Linked DNA regions of Mus musculus: region 2 is linked to region 1. Evidence: chromatin contacts called from public HiChIP or PLAC-seq data. All regions are on one chromosome and are shown on one strand. Each heading gives the region's core, a stretch centred on a gene start, on an enhancer-like site or on the middle of the called end of the contact. The rest is flanking DNA. Distances are from core to core; before and after follow the strand shown. Region 1 has its middle 13 kb from the start of Gm13070. Region 2 has its middle 7.6 kb from the start of Mir34a.

Region 1 (3,172 bases), core at 441-2,940:
AGAATAGGGAAGGAATCCAGGGCCTTCCTCAAGAGAGTTGCTCTGAAGGGGTTCATCTCAGAAAGCCAGAAACTGGATGGACTGGGCCCCAGAGACTACCTGGGCTTCTAAGACTCTTCACAGAGCTTTCTGTGGGCTACAGACACATGTGCTTGGATGACATCACCACCACCACCAGCACCATCTCCATCTCTATCACCATCACTGTCATCATCACCATCATCATCATCTTCACCACCATCTCCATCACCACCACCATCACTAACTATGACCTCTATGTCTACCACAAAGCCAATTGAACCCTGGACTCTATTGTTTTACAAAGAGCTACTCAGAACAACCAGTTGTATTTAGAAACCTACATAAATGGGCTTACTTTCCTTTCTGGAACCCTCCTACTCATCCTTCCCAATGCCCCTAGGACATCCCTGCCCAGGATGCCTGGGAGGGTCCACCACATTCTCCCCTGCAGCCCCTGCCCCGTGTCTGCCAGTTCGTGTCCTCCCGTTGAACCTCAGGTTTTCTGGGTCTCTATTCAGTGTCCACGTGCGTCTGGCACAGGCAATGGGGCCAAGACCTGTTTGGGTCTAATGGGACTCCATTAGTCTGGGGTCTTTGGCAACATTTTATAGGCTATCCTGACAGGAACCCTGGCCTCTGAGCCTTCATAGGAGGCCGGCATGTTCTCAGGGTGAGTCTGGGCTGGGCTGCTGCATGGCTTCCCTTGAAGGAAGTGACACCTGCAGCCAAATCCATCCTTTCAGGAAGTGGGGGCGGGGGGGGGGCATGCTCAAAGAGACCATCAGCTTCCTGAAGGGCTGCTAAGGACCCAGGAGGAAGTGCTGAGCCAGAGGGAGGGGCTGTCTGGCAGCAGTAGGGATTGCTAGGAGGCGTCTCTTTCCCACTGCCCCGTAAATAAATGGGTAATGATTCTAGGGCATGCGTGCGTGCGTGCGTGCGTGCGTGCGTGCGTGCGTGCGTGCGTATATGCATGGCTTCTTGGGCTTCTGGTCATATCTCCTCACTCACACTGCCTTTGATCTTGGTAATAGCATGAGCTTGGTTCAAAGTTATTATTATTCCCAATCACAGAAGGCACAGTCAGGCTACCTGGGCAGCTGACAGGGCCACATTCACAGATGTTGAGTCCAAACCCCAGACGTATGATCTTGGGCCTGAGTCCCTATACTTCTGCAGGGTCACTGTGCCTGATGTGGGCCAGCCTGGGAATGTCTTAAGTTCCGCCATCATTTTTGGGCGGGTAACACAGGTTTTTGGGAGAGATGAACCATTGGGAACTTTTTTCTTTTTTCTTATTGCAGAAGGAAAAAAAAAGGGGGGTTGGGTGGGGGAGTAGCTGGGCAAGATCACAGAGGGGCGGTCCTGAGGCTAGAGGGCACCCCTGGCACCTCAGAGAAGCAGGGCTCTCAAAACCCTCTAGTCCTCAACTACACTCCTCTCAGAAGGAGGCCTCCCAGGCGTCTCCCGGAGGCAGAGCCAAGTTCTAGCTTAGGCAAAGGGTGTTTTCCTTCCCGGCGGACAAAACATCGCTGGCGCTTTCAGGAGGGGACTGAACACTCTGTCCACTCTGGCGGCCCTCGGCCAGGATTCCTGGACGGACACAGGCATGCTTTCACAGGCAACAAGATTAATCACGCGTCTCCTTCCTCCTCCCCGCCCCTTTCCCTGTCACACTCAGCTCTGCTTCACAGCCCCAGGAAGTGATCATGAGCCTGGAGTCCCGAGTCCCTTGCCACAGGGAGGGCTAGAAATGTGTTCTAACTTCCAGTGAACTCCAGTAGTCTCATGCTAGGGAAAATCCTGACCACCCTTTAGGGCTGTCTTGGCTCAACACTGCGGCATCCACAGACAGGCTGTACTCACTAGTACCTCCCTCTCTCGTGCACAATGTTAGGAACCTTCTAGAAGCTCTTGGCTGAGCTTTTGGTCCCAGCCCTCGTCCTCTGTGCCTTTGGGGTCAGATGGCTAAAGCGGGAGAGACCAGGACACAGAACAAGAAAGACAAAAAAGTCATACTCGGTACATACATCTCTCAGGCCACACCCCAAGTGCTTGAGCTCAGACAGGCATTCCAGAGCGTTCTTAGAGCTTCTGAGAGAAATCCTGAAGTCAGACCCTCAGGACCTCCTCAGGAAGGTGGGATGCTTTGGAAACTGGGCTCCCAGCCTGGCTCCCCCTCAACGTCCCAACAAGATTCCTGCTAAACAGGAGCGAGCCTTCAGGCAGCTGAAAAGACAGGCTTGTGGGGTTGGCGCCAGGGCCCAAACCCACTGGGGCAAGCTGAACTCCAGCAGGAGGTGGCTGTTCACCAGTAAGCAAGTTGTAAAACCCAGCTCAGACACAACATCTGGCAGCTGCTTCAAATAGTTTTCTGTCTGCAGTTGGAGCTGCTCTCGGCCTCCTGTAAATCAAACCATGCGCACAGAGGACTGTGACGACTGACCACGGCACCCCAGTTTGGCATGGCACCAGCTGCAACTCCTGTCTCCCAGTAGCTCGGGATTCACATTCCATGTCCTTGTAGGACCAATTCACGCAGCCCTCCAGGAAAAGCTGCAGGGGTCCGTTGGCATCCTTGTGCCATCAGACAGGGGTGGGGGGTAGGGTGGAGGGAAGAAGACCTCTTGAGGTCCCATAGGGAACTTGACCCTTAAGATGTGATGTCTCACTCAGGCTCAACCTCTGTTTCCAGGGACCTCTCTGATTGGTGCTCATCCTTTCTAGACCGTGATAGTATAGTAGGTCAGAGGGGAGACAGCATCTATATTAGCACGCACTGAAGTGTACAGTAAAAGATTTGTAACTGGATCCTGGACCTACGACATTGAGTCTGCCCTGGGTTCCTCCCAGGGAATATGGGTCAAGCACACAGAAACCTGGTGTCGGAGGACTAGCCTTTAGGTAAGTGGCCAGGGAGAGAGGACAACGTAACCAGTGATGACTGAGAACTCTGTGTGGCAGCAGCCCCCATGGGCTAGCCTGGGCTGCATTTCTCATGGGCTTCTGTTGGAAAAGTCCTCTCAGCCACCTCAGGAACTTTGTCCTTAAGATGCAGTGGAGATCTGCATGGTGGCCTCAAGTGATGTGTCTGTGTTTTGAGACCTGAACCCCAAAAGAATGTGACTTTCTCTGGGGAATGCCATTGAGTCCA
Region 2 (2,848 bases), core at 116-2,615, 170 kb after region 1:
AGAACCAGCTGTGGGGTCACTAGTGTGATGGTGGATGTTGGTGGGAACCAGCTGTGGGGTCACTAGTGTGATGGTGGATGTTGGTGGGAACCAGCTGTGGGGTCACTAGTGTGATGGTGGATGTTGGTGGGAACCAGCTGTGGGGTCACTAGTGTGATGGTGGATGTTGGTGAGAACCAGCTGTGGGGTCACTAGTGTGGTGGTGGTGGGAACCAGCTGATGTCACTAGTGAGACCCATGGGATGCTTGGAACTAGGTGGCAAGAGGAAAGTTGGCCTGGCAGATCACCCCAGGCTGGGGTCTGTTTCCTTGCAGAGACAAGGAGCCCACAGGCTTGCCCTTGCTACAGGGAGGAGCTCTTACAAGCAAGGACCCTCAGAACTGAGGGTCACCTGAGTCACTGTCGGTGAATTCCACAGAAGGAAAGGGGCTTTCAGAGGGTGGGGGCAGCTTCTCCACCACAGGGCTATTAACATTTAGATCAAAGTCCTTGTTTGGGGGGACTGTCCCGTGAGCTAGAATGCCCAGCATTTCCAGCCCCCGCCCAGGGCAGCAAACACATATGTTTTCAGACATTGCCAGAGCCCCTTGGGAGGCAAACCGTCTTCCGCAGCAGTTCTGGTCAGAGGCTTCAGCGGAGGGCTTTCTGGGACCACAGCTCAGTGCCTGAAGCGGCCACTGGCTTGGTACCGCTTCCTTTGTTCCTTCCTGAGAAGCTGAGCTCATTGGCTTGGTGGGGTGTTTTCATTGACTCACCAGCTGTAACCACAAGTGGCCTTCCTACTTGGGGGGATCCCAGATGACTTTATCATGGGAGTTGGTATGTAAATACATAATTCTTCTTTTTCTAAATTGAAGCTAGTAGACACCCCTCACTACACACACACACACACACACACACACACACACACACACACTTTAGCCTAGCCTGGTAAGTGCTTTCTTAGCCCATTACGAGCCTGCAGCACTGCACCTTGCCCTGAGGTTTTCTGCAGCCAGCCAGCGTCTTGCTGGTTTGGGCTCCAGCCCCAGGGTCTGGTGGATGATGTAAGAGCCAGGGAAGTTGGTTGTGTTTGTGGGATTTTTTTTTTTAGGCCTTCTATCCAAGGCCTGGTGTGGGGGAAAGACAGAAGCCCGACTATGTGAACAGAGGGGTCAGAATCCTAGGTGGACTACTGGAGCCTGCCCAGGGTACTGACCCCGTGTGGAGGACCGGCTCCTGGAACGAGGCCTGGCGTGTCAGTCGGTTCCTCTTGGGGTAGCTGAGCGAAGGTGCTGGCTTTGAGTTGAGGCTTCATAAAGTGTTCCTCGCAGACAGGCACACCCTGCGTGAGGCCCGAGACCTGCCGGGCCACTCCCAGCCGCGGGCAGCTGCCTCCTGTTGCTGTGTGAATTCCATCAGGGCGACTCTCTGCTCCTTCCTCTGCCTCTCTACTACCTTAGGAAATCTGGGGTCTGTTTTTCCGGTTTGAGTCTTACAGTTGGGAACCCACCCTGCATCTATTGGGAAACTCTCTGTGTGTCTCCAGCTTCCCCATTGGGCTCTCACTGGGTCTCTTCTGCTGTGACTCTCCAAGACTCCCCTTCTTTGGACAGCTCAGAAGCACATGGTCCGAACCCAAGGGTCAGACATCCATCCGGCTTCGTTGTAAACACTGTGTCTGTGACCTTCTACCCAGACGGGGCTGTGTGTGTAGACGCTACCCCCGTGCCAGGCACGGGGTCAAAGGGAAGAGAAGCGAAATCTGCCTGCTCAGGCCTCTTGATCCTGGGTAACAGGGAAATTGCCAATGATGCTCGCAGCCCAGAGCCCCTGTCCCCCACCCCAGCTATGCCAATCAGCACCTCGGTGAGTCCAGCAAACCAAGCCATCCCCTAACAAACCAGCAGCACCCAAGAACTCAGGGATTCTTTTTGAAGTTTAGGAGCAAGAGGGACAGATGGGCCCTGTGTGCTCACAGCAGAGCTTAGGGAAGAGGCCCGGCACAGCCTCTGGGCTCCTAAAGGCCACTGCCCATGCCTTTCCACGTCTCTGGACAGCTCTAGGTTCTGTGGATTCCAGTGTCTGTGGTAGACGGAGCCAGCCCATGGATGGACAGTGGAACTGCTTCCTCCAAAGAGCTTGCCCACAGAGATAGAACAGCCCTAAGATATGGCCGTGGCCAGGCTAACTTCCAGACCAGGCCCCACCCAGCCTCACCCGCATGACTGACTATACAGGCTAGCGTGCTCAGGTGTGGGACTGGGGATTTTCCTCCCTCTCCCCTCTTCCCCTCTCCTCTTTGTTCTTCCTTTACTCCCTCTGGCTTTTGGGTCAGCATCCAGATGACTCAGGGAGACGACTCAGTGCCTGCTTCCCTGGGCAAAGGAACAGCGGCGGCGGGGAGGGACAAGGGACAGGTGAGTGCACACCTCTGCAGGGGCCCAGGTAGGTGCTGGCAGCTAGCCCAGCTCCTAGCAGCTGTGCCCGCCTGAGGGGGCAGTGAGCTGAGCAGGTCAGACAGGTGGAGCCAGCCGGCCTGGCTACCCATCCCCAGCCACTCGGGGCCTCCCTTGGTTTACTGAGAAGTGAACCACCCTTTTCTTTCTCCCACTGCCTTAGTTGCCTGGCGCCCTTAGGGACCGTTTCCAACATTGGACAAGGACATTGGGAGTGGAGAACGGATTGCCAGTTGGCCTTGGAGAAGCACGTGTGGTTTTCAGGCCCTTGGCTCTGAGAGGCAGATCTCTCTCACAAGGAGCCCAAATGGTTTGTGGCAAATTGAGGAGACAGGTCTAGAAACCTTAGGGAGATCTGCCACTGGAAGAGATCTCTGGAAGAGAAGCTTTATCGGGTAATGTGAGCTTT

Evidence for each region. HiChIP or PLAC-seq counts read pairs in DNA pulled down with a chosen protein or histone mark.
Region 2: an H3K4me3 HiChIP or PLAC-seq map of bone marrow-derived macrophages shows a contact between it and region 1, with 3 times the contacts expected there. The contact joins two enhancer-like sites. A contact is called at or near these places in 1 of 484 Hi-C or Micro-C datasets (nephron progenitors), 3 of 115 datasets of contacts at active chromatin or transcription factors (bone marrow-derived macrophages, embryonic stem cells and microglia) and 1 of 9 other capture datasets (adipose tissue).

The regions. Positions count from the first base shown.
Region 1 is chr4:149,888,416-149,891,587 of GRCm38.p6, forward strand. No RefSeq gene overlaps it. Among named protein-coding and RNA genes, the nearest start is that of Gm13070, 13 kb to the right of the region's middle. Within about 2 kb of position 1,691, at least 136 of the 459 cell types and tissues checked have an H3K27ac peak or open chromatin away from gene starts, as enhancers often do. A contact at or near this core is called in adipose tissue, bone marrow-derived macrophages and microglia, where this site is marked.
Region 2 is chr4:150,059,391-150,062,238 of GRCm38.p6, forward strand. No RefSeq gene overlaps it. Among named protein-coding and RNA genes, the nearest start is that of Mir34a, 7.6 kb to the right of the region's middle. Within about 2 kb of position 1,366, at least 160 of the 459 cell types and tissues checked have an H3K27ac peak or open chromatin away from gene starts, as enhancers often do. A contact at or near this core is called in adipose tissue, bone marrow-derived macrophages and microglia, where this site is marked.